Regions from separate parts of the Mus musculus genome. Here regions 2 and 3 are each linked to region 1. Evidence: chromatin contacts called from public Hi-C and HiChIP or PLAC-seq data. All regions are on one chromosome and are shown on one strand. The core of a region is the stretch at or near the end of the contact, and the rest is flanking DNA. Distances in the headings are between cores, read along the strand shown. Region 1 holds the start of Prr13 (proline rich 13). Region 2 holds the start of Rarg (retinoic acid receptor, gamma). Region 3 overlaps Atf7 (activating transcription factor 7).

Region 1 (5,041 bases), core at 1,872-4,371:
CGAGGATGACAGCTGAAGCTTGGTGGGAGAGTGGAGCTGGTGAGGCTGGAGGGGAGGAGGCTCCAGGCCCTGCGTTCAGTCAGAGTCACTGCTGGAAGAGGAGGAGGAAGAGGAGGAGTGCTGCAAGGGGAAAGGACACATCATCAGACCCAGATGACCTCTGGTTACCCCAAAGGCCATTTTTTTCATGCCCCACCCATCCACCCAAGTATCCAGTAAGCAGGAGTCTCGTACTGTCCTGTCCCAATAACCAACAAAATCAAGGGTTTCCTGCAGCAGGGAAGGTACAAGAATGGATTAAATTGTCCTCAACCTCAACACATTGCCTTCCAACCAAGTTTCCACACCTAGCTAGGACCAGGAAAGTGGAGCAGGGTGTGGGAGGCTGCTGCTACCTTAATCATCCCTCCTTGTTTGTTTTAAGGAATGACAAACTAGCCAGGTGGTGGCGCACGCCTTTAAACCCAGAGGCAGAGGCCGGCGGATTTCTTGAGTTCAAGGCCAACCTGGTCTACAAAGTGAGTTCCAGGACAGCCAGGGCTATACAGAGAAACCCTGTGTTGAAAAAAAAAAAAAAAAAAAAAAAAAAAAAAGAATGACAAACTAGAATCTCTCTGCACCTCAGGGAGGGTAGGAACGGCCACCGTGTGGGCCATGCTGTATTTCTAAGTCCCACTAGGGGAAAAAGTGGGGAAGATGGCAGAGACAGACAGATGGCTGGAGAAATCCCATCCCAGGATCCACACAGACATACCTCCATCAACTACCGTAAAAAAAAAAAAAATGTTTTTAGACTCTCGGGGTACTCTCCCTGGTTAGTGTCTCATTTCCTTCCCTACTCCCCACATGTCTACCTAAGACCCAGACTCAGGAACTAGAGCCCAGATCCACGGAGCAAACAAACACGGGCATAAAGTCTATTCGAAGCCTCAAGTTTCAGACTGAGGTCTTCCTGAGTCCTCAGGGGAACTCCCCCCCTCACTAATGGGTTCCTGTGGAAGGACTGTACTGGTCTTGTGAAGGAAAATCCCCTTTCACCCCAGGCTTTGCTGGAGGCTGAGTCACAGAAGGCTCGTCCAGGGAATTAACTCAGTACCAGGGAATACTGAAGGAGATAAAGAAAATCCAGGAACTAAGGGCCATATGACCACTCAGTAAACTATTATGCTTTGTCACTGTGCTTTGTCACTCTTTTGACATTTAGACAACCTCAGTGGGTGTGTCCAATTTACCAAAGGATACACCCGGGGTGGGTGAGGGAAGTTACTGGGAAAGAGTTAGGTAAAGAAGGTCGAGGGCTTTTGGCACAGAAATCCTCCCCGCACCCCTTCACTTTTCCTTGGCAGATGGGAGTGATCTGATGCCTCAATATTACTAAACTCCTTTCAGGAGGATCCCCTTACTTAAAGGAAAAACCATCTACATCTGCTAAAGCGACAAGGTTGCGGGCTACCGCTCCCACACACCATCGCCTGTGCCCACAAACCGTGAAAGTCCTTCCCCAACTCCTGATCACCCCTGGTCCCTCTGAACGGAGCTCCTTCCCCAGCCAGGCTCCAGATGACACTGACCTTCCCGTGCTTGTGATGCTTGTGCGACTTCTTATGAGCTTTCTTCATTTTCTTCCGAGTCTTCTTGTCTATCACGATTCCGGGACCCACCATGCCAGGAGCCGGAGGATTCACGGGGCACATGCCAGGAGCAGGTGGTGGGTATGGGGGAGGGTAGGGACCTGAGGGTTGGTATCCTGGACACCCTGGTTGTGGTACAGGATAAGGGGGACGACACGGAGGGAAAGCTGGGTTTCCCTGGGGAATTCCGGGAGGACAGGGGCCAGGGGGAAAGGCAGGATTGAGAGGTGGTGGACAGGCAGGATTGGAACCTCCTGGGCACACAACTTGGGGTGGATATGGATTCGGTCCTGGAAGAAGAATCCGAGAATAAAGATTAGAACTGTCCGGAACCTCTATCAACACATAATACAAATCACTACCGTTCTTAAGCCTTATGGAAAGGCAGAACTTGGTAACTAGCAGTGGTCCGGTGGCTTTGCTTTTGCTTGGGGCTGCGGGGATAGATAGAAACTTCCTGTTTCATTGCAAAATGGGCTGGGGCAGGTCAGAGGAGAGCCCCCAGGAACTTACCAGCATTAGGATTCCACATGTCGAGATGTTAGCTCAAGCCTAGGAAGTAAACCAGGCAAAGTCTGAAGGTTCCAGGAAGGGAGGAGGATTTTCGAGAACCCGAGCCCCACCCTACAGCCTCCACCCTACCAAGACTCTCACAGATAAACCTCCACTTAAAAATGGGCTGCACTCTGGAAACAGAGGCAGGTGGATCTCTGAGTTCCAGACCAGCCTGGTCGAAAAAGAGTTACAGGACAGCTAGAGCTACCCTGTGTCAAACCCAAAACAAAAGGAAATGAAAAAAAGTTCCCTGCTGGGCGTGGGGGTGCACACCTTTAATACCAGCACTTGGGAGGCAGAGGCAGGCGAATGAGGCCAGCCTGGTCTACAAAGTAAGTTCCAGGACAGCTGGAGCTATACAGAGAAACCCTGTCTCGAAATAACAAAAACAAACAAACAAACAAAAACAAAACAAAAAAAAAAGTTCCCTTTTTCTTTCCCGCATCCTCATAGCCTACTCTAGCCCAGGATTTAAATCACAGGAACTCTCTTCCCAGGGCCCCTCCCACTTTCACTATCTCACCTGGATGGAGAAGTCTCATTTCCCTCTCCCTGGAAAGGGACCGGAGGCCTTTAAGCATCCGTAGTGTGAGATGGGACCTAAACTCCCTGCTCGCCCCGGGGGCACCCCTGAAGTGAAGCTAAAATAAACAAATAAATAAAAATAAATAAATAAACAAACAAATAATCCCATCCTGAATATCAAGAAAGACACTCCAGGTCCCAAAACTCTTAGAACACACACACAACCCCCAAAGAGCAAATGGAGTTCTTAGTTCTCAGGAATAAATGGATCCCTGGCCCAGCTAAGAGGAGAGATGGAATTTGGGAGGCCAGATGCCCTGTCACCTTCCCAGATCGCCAGCCCGCTCCTGTCCTCCTTCTCAGTCTGGGTTCGCACTTCCTGGTCACTCCTATTCATTCTATACTTCCGCACCGCCCCTGTGACCTAGTTAATAATTATGTGATCACTTTGACACGATGATTGGAGAACTGACTTGTCAATCGCTGTGGTCCAACTAAACAAGGAGGAAACCGTTGCGCTGGCCGCCAGGCGGAGCCTTAGGGAGAAAACATTGCGTTGTGAAATACATACAGGTGAAATACGGAGACGCAGCGGAAATGCTCCTTAGGGCGGGACCGAGGCGGGGTCAGCTCCAAGCAAGGACCTGAGCCAACGAGATAAACTCTCACTGTTTTTTTTTGTTGTTGTTTTGCTTAAATTTTAAGATTTTTTTTTTTAATGTGTATGAGTGTTTTGCCTCAGTGTATGTGCACCAAGTGCCTGCTTGATGGGTAGACTTGTCTGTAACCTAGCATTTTGGAAATGGAGGAAGAGAATCAGAATTTAAAGACAATATTAGCTTCTTAGGGAACCCTACATAAAACCTCAGAGAGAGCTCTGTCATGATGGCACAACACCTTTAGTCCCTGAACTCAGGAGGCAGAGGCAGGTGAATCTCTGAGTTTGAAACCAGCATGGTCTGCATAGTGAGTTCCAAGACAGCCAGAGCCACACAGACCAGCCCTGTCTCTGACTCGGAAAATAACAACAAAAACAAACAAACAAAAAAAGGCCTCAGAGAACAAAAGGAGGAAGTTCTGCTGAGTCCCAGCCCTGGGCTTCAATGTTGCCAGCTGCTAGAACCACAGCCTGTGGTTCTTTTTTTGTAGAAAGATAAGAGACAGGGTTTCAATGTGTTCAGCAGATGGTGCAGTTATAGTTTCATGTCATTGTTCTGGGTAACTAAGTGAATTCATTTTTGGTTTTGATGTTTTTGAGACAATCTACCAGTATGACTTGGGTTGACTTTGGATGAAAAGCAGTCATCCCATATCTCTCTCTCTCTCTCTCTCTCTCTCTCTCTCTCTCTCTCTCGGGTGCTAGAAAAACAAAAGCAAGCCACAACTCTCAGAATTTTTTTTTTTTGGTTTTTCGAGACAGAGTTTCTCTGTATAGCCCTGGCTGTCCTGGAACTCACTTTGTAGACCAGGCTGGCCTCGAACTCAGAAATCCACCTGCCTCTGCCTCCCGAGTGCTAGGGTTAAAGGTGTGGGCCACCAAGCCCAGCTAACCCCAGCACTTTGCAGATAGGGCTTACAGGATCCTGAGTTCAAGGTCACCCTTGGCAACACAGAGAGTTTTAGGTCATCCTGCGCTACATGAGACCCTGTTCATAGATAAAATGATGAATAAATCAAGGACTTTCCCACAAGCCACACAAGGCCTGGACCTTAGCTGTCTACATTCCTCTCCCCACCCTCTACACTTTTATTTTATTTTATTTTATTTTATTTTATTTTATTTTTTTTTATTTTTTTTCCAAGACAGGGTATTCTCTGTATAGCCCTGGCTGTCCTGGAACTCACTCTGTAGACCAGGCTGGCCTCGAACTCAGAAATCCTCCTGCCTCTCCCTCCCGAGGGCTGGGATTAAAGGCATGCGCCACCATGCCCGGCACTTTTATTTATTTTTGAGACAGGATCTCACACTCAGTTTAGGATGGCCTCAGCCTGCTATGTTGCCAAGATGATCTCAAACTTTTACAAATATTTACAACAATTTTTATTAGGTGTGATAACTATTCTTGGTTGTCGGGACACACCTTTTTTTTTTTCTTCTTAACCTGAAGTAGGTGAATAGATTACTTAATCTAGATTTTGAAGTGGGAAGACACACCTCTAACCTGGGCCATACCATCTGCTGGAAACCTAGATAAGGACACTGAAGAAGGACACTTTGCTCTTGGCCAGTTTGTTCTCTCCTGGAAAGGAAAGTCCATTTCTTTACCGGCATTAAAGCCTAGTTCTTTGGGAGTCCACCATGTACTGAAGACATCCAAGCACGTGGACTG
Region 2 (5,041 bases), core at 825-3,324, 200 kb after region 1:
TTCTTGGACAGCATCACCTCTCCCCCCCCAACACTTCCCCCTCCAGTCATAGGAACGAGGAAGTTTCGAGGAAGTAGTTATAGTAACCAGGATGGATAATAAATGAACAAACCCACCCACCACAGAGACAGAGACATATGGACAGATCAAGACAAAGGGAACAGGAAAACAATGGGATTTTAAACTTATTGTCCTCTTGGATGCTCTCCCATATTTGTCCCCCCTCTCATCCCACTAACTGTTCCATCCCTATCTGCTACCCCAAGCTGCAGTCTCAGGGTTCCGATGCTTGGTCTCTGGGTCAAGTCCCTGAAGGGAAGAACCAGTGCAGAGAGCTGAGCAGGGTGGTGCCTGGGTCTGTGTCCCAGTGCCTGGGCAGGAAGGGAATGGTGCCCAAGCCTGGTTCATGAGGACAGGAGACTCATTCACTGTAAACCAACTACAGATGTGCCGGGGTGGGGTGGGGAGGGGGATTAGGGCCACATTCCCAAACCGCAGCTGGGCCCGCCCCTCCTTCCGCCAGCCACCACCAGGGCAGGGCAGGAGGGGTTAATTTTGCAGCCTCCTGGCAGGATCCCTGCCACACAGGCAGCTCACTATCCCACCCCAGCCTGAATGCCAGGGTCCAACTCCCGGACACACACCCCTCCCACACTGCTAAGAGCTGCTCCCAGGGTAACCGGCAAAGTCAACAGCAGTCAGGCCACCTGGGGACGGGACCCTGGAGTACCTATTCCCAGCCCTGGAGCGAAAGGCAGAGTTTCGTCTGTGCTCCCCCCCTTCCTCCCCCACAACGTCTCTGGTCTCTTGGGATTGCCACAGCAAGCCTCTCTTTCCCCTTCTCCTTTAGCTGATAATGGCTACCCAGAAAAGCCTTTCCCAGGAGGGGGATGCCTGGCCCCTAGGGTGACAGCAAGACCAGAGCTGAGTAATTCCAAAGTGGAAAATGTGATGTGATTCAGGGGCCCATTCCCCAGGTGCTGGCCACTCTGGGAGCGTTGCTGAGGATGGTCCTTTGGGCTAGTGCCTGGCCCAGCCCGTCCAATGAGCTTTCTCCTCTTCTGGAGTCGTGACCATCCCTGTGAGAGTGCATAGGACTTCACTTTTCTCTGGCTCTGTGCTCTGTGGTATAAAGTCAAACTATTGGCTTCCCTCTCTAGGTTCGAGAGCCTTTCAGCCTCGGTTTGTTTGGAGACAGAGAATATCCCTATTAGACACAGACTTTGGGCTTCTAGAGACCCAGCGTCAACAACATTCGTGGCGCATCTACCAGGCAGCCAGGCAGGCCTCGCTGGCTGAGCCAGACACACACCCTCGCCTGGGCTTTCTCCCTCACACCCAGCGCAAGGCTCCTCCCATCCCCCCTCCTCCCTAAAGTTCTTTCAGCCCTCCTCCCAGCCAGCCTCTCCCCCTCTAAATCCAAGTCTAAAGGTGGGGACGATATTGGCAGCGAGAGACCCACGCGCTTTAACTCCTGGAGTCAACTTCAGGCAGAATGAGAGGGAGGAAGCCTGTGAACCCAATTCGTAGCACCTTCATCGTAACCCCCACTAGTTAAACCAGTTTGCTCCTAGGCCATAGGACAGAGAAGGCCAGAGGAAGGGATACTGCTTTGACCTGCAGGTGGAGGTTAACTAAGAAAAGGGGACAGTGCCTTCTCCTCTGGTATACTCCTGCCCCATCACTCCACGTCTTGGCAGTGTCCAAGTCTCTCACTGCCTACCCTGGGAGGTACCAGAGACCGGCCTGGCAGAATACAGCGTGGCTAAAGACAACTCAGTCTCCCCAAATGGCTGGAAGGGGGATAGCGCCAGAGAGAAAGGGTTGGCATCATGGAGCCCAGGACACTGACCTCTGCCAGCTCTGCCCGGCCTCCCGGGGATGGAGCCACGGAAGCCTAGCAAATGGGAGGGGCAGAGACCCAGGCGTCCTGGGCCGCCCCGCCCAGTCCTCCCCCCCCCCAGCCACCACCCCCCCCAGCCCCAGGGCACCGAGGAGGGAGCCGGGCAGGGGCAGGCGGCAGGGGAGGGAGGAGCGAGGGCGGGAGGAGGAGGAGGGAGCCAGGCAGGGAGGGAGGTGGGGGGGGTAGGGAGGGAGAAAAAGAAAGAAAATATTTTCCGTGTCCCCGCCTGCGGAGTCAGTGTGCGGTTTGGGAGAAAATGTGTCGGATATTTTGGGGCGGTCACGTGGGCGGGCGGGCTCCGAGAGGCCCCGGGATTGTCCCAGCCTAGAGCCGTGCCCCCCTGAAGCCCCCCATTACCGCGAGTCACTAACACCGCGGTGCTCCATCCCCGAGACCGCCCGACGCCGGGACCTCGGGGCTCTGCGGCCTTCCTTCCCCCGCCCTCCCCTCCAGGTGAGTCAGGCGGGGAAGCCGGCTCGCCCGCCTGGCCGCCCTCCGGCCGCGGACGCCGGGGCTCCTCTGCTGAAATGAGCCAGGGGCGGGGGCGTCGGGAGCCTTGGGGTCCTTTCCCTCCGGGGGTGGCCAAGCTGTTAGCCGAGCTTATGCGGAGGCTTCCTGCCCCAAGTTGGGGTCAGTCGTGACCCGGGAAGAGAAAGGGGAGATTTTTTTTTAGACAGACTGAGGATGGGCCGGGTTGTCTGCCCTTGATTTTGGTGAGTATTGAAGGAGAGCATTTAGGAAAGTCTTGGGCAAGCGAACCAATGTTCCTGTACTCGGAATGTCAGAGAAGACGGGTTTTCCTCCTCTGGGAAAGGATGGCATTCTTCCACCGGAGTGGGGCGGGGGCATACTGAAGGGTGGATCTGATGGTCCAAGTACCCTTTCTCCAGTGGATTGGCAGGGCTCTGTATGGGGACTAGGAAAGCTCTAGCAAGTGTCTAGGTGGGTAAAGTGGTCTGTGGAGTTTGGACTGCAGAACCTGGATTCTCTCTGATCTATCCCTTACTGCACAAGTGAGCCAATGAAGGGGAGCTCTTTTAGAATATTCTCAAGGGGAGGCCCCAGTGGAACAAAGCTAGAGTTATAACGCCCGGACAGGTTCAGGAGAGCCCCTGTCCTGGAGTGCCACTGACAGCGCCTCTTTCCTTTCCAGCAGTTTCCACCAGGTCCCTCACCTCAGCCTGGCCCAGTATGTAGGAGGGACTCTCTGCAGAGGCCAGAGGGTAAGAATATGCTTAGTTGGTGGTCATGGGGATGGGGCAGCAGGGATGTCTGTCTCGGGGAGGGAACTCAAGGACAAAATGCTCAAATAATTCCCTCTTGTAGGGCTTAAACCCGGGGCAGTTGGGATCCTACTCCTCAAATTTGAGGCTTCTGCCCTTATGGTTATTCTTCGGGTACTGAGTTAGGGTTTGAGGACCACAGCCATTGTCAGTAAGGATACTTAGAGGGGGTCAAGGGGAGTGTGTGTCCAGGGTGCTCGGAGCTTGGTTATCCCAACACACACACACACACACACACACACACACACACACACACACACACACAGTGGCTTAGAACTGGTAGGCAGCATAGGACACGCCCCCCCAACCCCGGGGCACACCCCCACCTCTGGCTCAGAAAGCCACCTAACTGGCACCTCCAGTTCCCCCCTCGGCCCCACCCTGCCCGTGCCCTCTGATGCCCACACACATTCCACTGGCATTGCCTGCCTGCCTCCTGGGTACTGCCCCTCCCTGGGGCCAGTGGGGTAGAGGGAGGGCACCTGAGGATTCAAGGTGGAGAATCAAGGGTCTAGACTCCCCCAACAACGGCACGGAGCCAGGGAAGCTGGGTCCACTGCTGTCTCCTGGAGAACAGGCTTGGGGCTCAGGATAGGGCAGAGGATGCCTGGGTTCTCCTCCCATTCTGGAGATGGGGTCATGGAAAAAGGTGGTCGTGTTTATACAGAGGGGAGGGGGGCAGCGGGTGGAGAGCAACTGACAAGAGCGGCTTTGTTCCAGGCTCTGGAGCGGGCAGGGCAGCAGGGAGACGCCCCCCTTCCATCCGGCAGCCCCCTTCATCCATGCCCTCCCCTCAACTCCACCTCATCTCTAAGAGAAGCTTTGTAAGAACCCTTTCCCCAAGTCAGTTGCCCGCCTTCTAAGCCGCACCATCTGAAGTGGCATCTTGGGAAGAGGGGAGCGTTCTCCTTCTTCTGCAGGTCCCACAAAGAACCTAGACAGTTAAGGCCTCATTTAGGATTTCCTTTGACTCCCGCACTGTTGTCTTACTCTCTTCTACCTGGAACTGAAGTGCGCCCCCTTCCCAGAGAGACCAGACTTAGGAGACAGGAATCTGTTATCTTCTTCACCTCTAAGTCTCCCCTCCCAGGTAGTTGAGGAGGAAGGCCAGGGAGAGTTGTCCTTTGCTTACAATGTCCTTGGTGAGGACCAGGAGCCTGAACACCCCTTCCCCTCCACCTCCTGTTGAAGTTCTGCCCTACCCTAGAGGTCTGGTTCCCATCTGTAGGTAAGATGCCAAGACAGGGATGGCTGGAATAGAGAGCCTATTTCCAGTCTAAACAGAATCTGGGAAAGATTGGGGGGGGGGTGCTCTACCAGTTTATCATTCTTGGCATTGGAGGGGTTAATCCACCTGGAATGTAGCCCAGCCTGTTGAGCTATGGCCCAGGGGCCTAGGGGGCCCTGGACTCCTGGATCCACCTGGGTTTGACTTGGGATGAGGACCTCATGGACCAAGAGAAGGATCCTGGAGGCTATGAGTTAATACTGTAGGACTCTGGGGACATCGGGGTAAAGAGCTAGAGGGTCCTGGGCCTGTTGGTGGCATCTAGTGAGAGTCAGAGTCTCCTTTACGGTTTATTCCTAAGAGTGTGGAGGTTGAGAGAGATAAGAGAAAAGAAAGAGGGGGGGCAGGAAAGGCAGAGGTACAAAGACAAGGGAGAAGACGCTGATCCTAGACAGTTTCTTTTTTTTTTAAATTAGGTATTTTCTTCATTTACATTTCCAGTGCTATCCCAAAAGTACCCCCATATCCTCCCCCCCCCCACTCCCCTACCCATCCACTCCCACTTCTTGGCCCTGGCGTTCCCCTGTACTGAGGCATATAAGGTTTGCACAACTAATGGGCCTCTCT
Region 3 (5,041 bases), core at 1,210-3,709, 150 kb before region 1:
ATACAACCTTATTTTAATTTGTATGTTGCCGGTTATTGAATCCAGCACCTTATAGTAGGCAAATAGTCTACAAGTGAGCCACGTTTCCATATAACACCCCCCCACACTTGGTTGTGTGTAGCTGTGGGTGTTTGTAGGGGTGTAAGAAAGACAGACAGACTCCAGTTTTTGCTTTGGGTTTTAAAATATATTTATATGGGGCTGGAGAGATGGCTCAGCGGTTAAAAGTGCCAACTGCTCTTCCAGAGGTCCTGAGTTCAAATCCCAGCAACCACATAGTGGCTCATAACCACCCGTAATGAGATCTGACATCCTCTGGTGTGTCTGAAGACAGCTACAGTGTACTTTCATATAGTAATAAATAAATGTTAAAAAATATATATATATATATATATATTTATATGATGTTGTGTATGTACATGCATGTGTTACAATGCATTTGTGAATGTCAGTAGACGACTTTGGAGAATAGGTTCTCTCCACTATGAGTTCTAGGGATTGAACTCAGGTTGTCAAATTTACACTGTGTTTTAGTTTCGTTTTTGATGCTGTGATAGTCTATAAGCAACATAGGGGAGGATAATCACTTACTGAGGTATGTCAAGGACAGGAACTTGAAGGCAGGCCTGTTTGCTGTTTCACACAGCAACTACCCTTATAGCCAAAGAAGTACAGCAGGAACAATGAAGAATACTTCCTGCTAGTTGGCTTGCAGGCCAGCTTACACTCAGCTAGCTTTTTGTTTGTTTTAAGATTTATTTATTTTATGAGTTCTCTATCTGGATGTACCTTATAGATGGTTGTGAGCCAACATGTGGTTGTTGGGAATTAAACTCAGGACCTCTGGAAGAGCAGCAAGTGCTCTTAACCACTGAACCAGCTCTCAGCTAGTTCCCCCCCACACACATTTTTTTATTAGATATTTTCTTCATTTACATTTCAAATGCTATCCCAAAAGTCCCCTATATCATCCCCCCGCCCTGCTCCCCGACCCACTCACTCCCACTTCTTGGCCCTGGCGTTCCTCTGTACTGGGGCATATAAAGTTTGCAAGACCAAGGGGCCTCTCTTCCCAATGATGGCCAACTAGGCCATCTTCTGCTACATATGCAGCTAGAGACAGGAGCTCTGGGGGTACTGATTAGTTCATATTGTTGTTCCACCTATAGGGTTGTAGACCCCTTTGGCTCCTGGGTACTTTCTCTAGCTCCTGTATTGGGGGCCCTGTGTTCCATCCTATAGATGACTGTGAGCATCCACTTCTGTATTTGCCGGGCACTGGCAAAGCCTCACAGAAGACAGCTATATCAGGGTCCCTTCAGCAAAATCTTGCTGGCATATGCAATAGTGTCTGGGTTTGGTGGCTGATTATGGGATGGACCCCTGGGTGGGTCAGTCTCTGGATGGTCCATCCTTCCAGCTAGTTTTCTTACATTAGTTAGGACTACTTGCCTATCTGTAATAGAGCCTACAATGGGCTATTCAATTAAGCCAAGATAACCCCGCCCCCAGATGTACTTGAGGCTGTTCTGACCTAGGAATTCCTCAGTTAAGGGTGTTGTCTGGCTGGAGAGATGGCTCAGCAGTCTGCTCTTCCAGAGGTCCTTAGTTCTAAACCCAGCAACTATCTGTAATGAGATCTGATGTCCTCTTTTGGTGTGTCTGAAGACAGCTACAGTGTATTTATGTATAATAAATAAATCTTAAAAAAAAAAGGCTGTCTTCTCACTGATTCTAAGCTGTGTCCAGTTGACAGTTTAAAAGTAACCAGAATACATAGCTTCTTTCATCAACCCCAATGTCTCACTTTGTAACCCAGGCTGTCCTCATGCTTGCAATTCTCCTGCCTCAGGTTCTCTCCTAAATGTTGGGATTTCGTAAGTTCTTGGGGCTCAGTGCTAAGATCTTTTACAAGATACCCAAGTGATTATGAAGTGCTTAAAAACTATTGTGCTACCTTACCTTAGTTAGTTAATTTTAGATTTTTTTAATGTATTTGAATAGTTTCCCTATAAATTAAGTAAGCCTTATTTTATTTAACAGTCTTCTCAAAGTGCAAGAGGTTTGAAAAGATGTACAGGACATTATATACTGAAGAATGGGCTGAGGACTTAGCTCAGTTGGTAGAATACTTGCCTAGCAGGTCCTGGTTTCCATCCCTAACACCACATAAAAGAACTCAGGAGGATGAAAAGTTCAAATTTGCTTTGGCTACATAGCAAATTTGAGGCCAGCCTGGGATACTTGAGACCTTGTTGCAAAACAAAAACAAAGGCTGGCTGTGGTATACACACCTTTACCCTTTAATCCACAACACTTAAAAGGAGAGTCAAGAAGATATGAGTTCAAGACCAGCCTGATTTACATAGTGAGTTCCAGGCTGGCCAAGACTGTAAAAGCTGCCTCTCCTCTGTGGCCATGCTGCAGAACATATAGGAAAAGCAGTGTTTGTAGCAGTTGGTGCTGTTATAGTTAGGAGTCCTCTGCTGTGAGTCTTGGATGTTTTCCTGTAAGGGAAAACTGTTGTACTTAATTTCCTTGATTCTTCAAGCTTGTGGTAATAGGGTCTGGTTGTCAGCATAGCACTTGTTAAGGCTGAGGCAGGAGAAGCAAGAGCTTGAACTGAGCGAGTGCTTCGGAGTAAGTCCATACCAGCTTGGCCTTCACAGTGAAAGCCTGAAAAAAGAAAAAAATAAAAAAAAAAAAAAAGAAGAAAAAAATTTGATAAAAAAATTCAAGAACTTGTACTCAGATTCATGTTTCTGGAGATTTGTTTATTAAGCATACAAGAAACCCCTGTTGAGTGCTACATTGTACTATGTACTGCAGCTATAAGAAGTTGTATAACATGGCAAGTTTCACACTTTTAGAAGTTACAAAACATTTTGTTGTTCCTTTTGTTTGGAGTACCTGAGAACAAATAACTAGAATTCATACTACCCTCAACACCTTTATTCCTAATTTGCCAATTTTTTTATAACTGTGTTTTTTTTTCCCCAGAAGCCTCTTAGCAAAGAATTTTACAAAATCCTAGTATAGGAAGGATGTAGTGGTGCAAGCCTGTAATCCCAGGCAGAGATGAGGCAGATTGCAAACTTGAGGACAGTTGGGACAAAATGGGGAGACCCTTTCTCAAACAAGCAAACAGGAAACAAATACAAAGCTTAGGAAGATGGCTCATTCAGTAATGTGCTTGCTGTGTAAGCATGAGGGCCCCCAGGTGAGGCAGCACACATCTGTAACTTGGGTGGCAGTGTGGGGGAGGACATGGACAGAGGGAACTGGCAGATCCCTGGCGCTCACTGGCACTGTAGTCTGACTTCCACACACATACACACATGCCACATGAAGACATACATATACCACTTCCATACACATACATACATGCAAATATAAAACAAACCAATTTTGGTATGAAACAATAAGGCTAATTTGTTTAAGACTATAGTAGTCTGGGCTGGAGAGCTGGCACAGTGGTTAAGAGCACTTGCTGCCCTTCCAGAGGTCCTGAGTTCAATTCCCAACAACTATATGATGGCTCACAACCATCTGTCATGGGATCTGACACCCTCTTCTGGTGTGTCTGAAGACAACTACAGTGTACTCATATAAGTAAAATAAATAAATGAATCTTAAAACAAACAAAAAGATTATAATAGTCTATGTGGTTTTACATCATCCTTTTGAGTCAGTTGATTTACCTACTGGCAAGATAATGTATGCTGAACTATGGTAATGCTAAATAGTACAATGGAAAATTAATCCAGAATTAATAAACTGAGTTTCCAATTCCTGAATAGTCTACTGCCTAGTAAAACTTGAGTCTACTTTGTTTTCTGAGGTTCATAGAACCTGCATTTTAATTTCCACAGTTTATGTGTACAGGAATCTTTTCCTTAGGTGGTTTTTTTAGATACCATGCAAACCAGATCATCTATGAGTGTCCTTTTGGAGGATAAACAGTTGAGACTGGAGCTGGAAGGATGGCCCCATGGATAAAGACACTTGCTAACAAGCCTAGCAATCTGAGTTCTATCCTCAGGACCCAAATGGTAGAGAGAGAACTGACTCCCAAAACGTGTCCTCTGACTATCACACATGCATTGTGACATGTGTGAATGTATACATACATACATACATACATACATACATACATACATACATACATACAATTTTTAAAAAGACTGTTGACTAGTCAAGAATGTCAGTATTTGTACACTTTGTTTACTAACAGCTAAATTCTCTAGAGTCTGAAAGTTAGTAGCTATTATTTTTTTTTAGAGAACCTTTTTGCATATAGGCTTTTTTTGTATTATTGTCATAAAAGAATGGGGATGTAGAGTTAGAGCCTGTCTTAAAATTTTCAGCTTGTTTAAAGCTAAACTAAATTGTACTCAGTACCTGCTTGGCTTAGTTTTAGCTCCTTTCATTTCCTTAGAGATGCGTGTTAGAAACGATTTCTAATTATTTCCTTTTTCTGTCTGTCTGTCTGTCTGTCTGCCTGCCTGCCTGCCTGCCTGCTTTCATTCCTTCTTTCTTTTTTTTCCAGACAGGATTTCTAAGTGTAGCCCTGGCTATCCTGGAACTTGCTCTGTAGACCAGCAACTCAGAGATCTACCTACCTTTGCCTCCTGAGTGCTGAGATTAAAGACTTGTGTCACCACTACCCAGATTCAGTCTCTAATCATTTCTGATTGGTTATTACTAGAAATAATATTTCTCGCCAGGGATTCTGAAAATTAACTCTGGACAGGAATAAAGAAAGAAGTGCTGGAACTGCTTGGCTATCCCACCAAACCTGTTTTCTGTATGAAACTGGTAATATATAATTTTAGATTTTTTTTATGTTCCTTGTTGAGTTTATATTTTCAGTTGCTACTAATGCTCTATAGAACTTTATATGACTCTCTAATTTACTTTTCAGTACTTATATTCTTTGTTTGTTTGTTTGTTTTGGTTTTGGTTTTTTCTAGACAGGGTTTCTCTGTGTAGCCCTGGCTGTCCTGGAACTCACTCTATAGACCAGGCTGGCTTCGAAATC

The links. Hi-C and Micro-C count contacts between places; a contact is called where the count stands out from the background. HiChIP or PLAC-seq counts read pairs in DNA pulled down with a chosen protein or histone mark.
Region 2: an HNF4G HiChIP or PLAC-seq map of pancreatic cancer cells shows a contact between it and region 1. The contact joins the promoter of Rarg here to the promoter of Prr13 in region 1. A contact is called at or near these places in 20 of 39 promoter capture datasets (the 3T3-L1 cell line, 3T3-L1-derived adipocytes, the C10 cell line and 13 more), 4 of 484 Hi-C or Micro-C datasets (the G1E-ER4 cell line, bone marrow-derived macrophages, embryonic stem cells and 1 more), 4 of 115 datasets of contacts at active chromatin or transcription factors (the SCID.adh cell line, bone marrow-derived macrophages, microglia and 1 more) and 4 of 9 other capture datasets (adipose tissue, liver, macrophages and 1 more).
Region 3: a contact with region 1 is called in a Hi-C map of the P5424 cell line, with 3 times the contacts expected there. The contact joins the enhancer-like site here to the promoter of Prr13 in region 1. A contact is called at or near these places in 5 of 39 promoter capture datasets (the C10 cell line, cranial neural crest, frontonasal cranial neural crest and 2 more), 6 of 484 Hi-C or Micro-C datasets (CD4 T cells, the N1E-115 cell line, the P5424 cell line and 3 more), 3 of 115 datasets of contacts at active chromatin or transcription factors (the 230-238 cell line, embryonic limb bud and embryonic stem cells) and 3 of 9 other capture datasets (adipose tissue, liver and pancreatic islet).

The regions. Positions count from the first base shown.
Region 1 is chr15:102,457,250-102,462,290 of GRCm38.p6, reverse strand. Prr13 (proline rich 13) reads right to left here and starts at 3,121. Exons shown (of 4, transcript NM_001170911.1): 1 at 3,036-3,121; 2 at 2,145-2,183; 3 at 1,572-1,921; 4 at 1-120. The coding sequence starts at 2,163. The coding sequence ends at 76.
Region 2 is chr15:102,254,555-102,259,595 of GRCm38.p6, reverse strand. It overlaps Rarg (retinoic acid receptor, gamma), which reads left to right and starts at 2,074. Exons shown (of 10, transcript NM_011244.4): 1 at 2,074-2,356; 2 at 3,057-3,126.
Region 3 is chr15:102,605,254-102,610,294 of GRCm38.p6, reverse strand. All of the region lies in intron 1 of Atf7 (activating transcription factor 7), which reads left to right. LOC105246046 (a long non-coding RNA gene) reads right to left here. Exons shown (of 2, transcript NR_155446.1): 2 at 2,284-2,676. Among named protein-coding and RNA genes, the nearest start is that of Atf7, 18 kb to the left of the region's middle. Within about 2 kb of position 2,459, at least 9 of the 459 cell types and tissues checked have an H3K27ac peak or open chromatin away from gene starts, as enhancers often do. A contact at or near this core is called in the P5424 cell line, where this site is marked.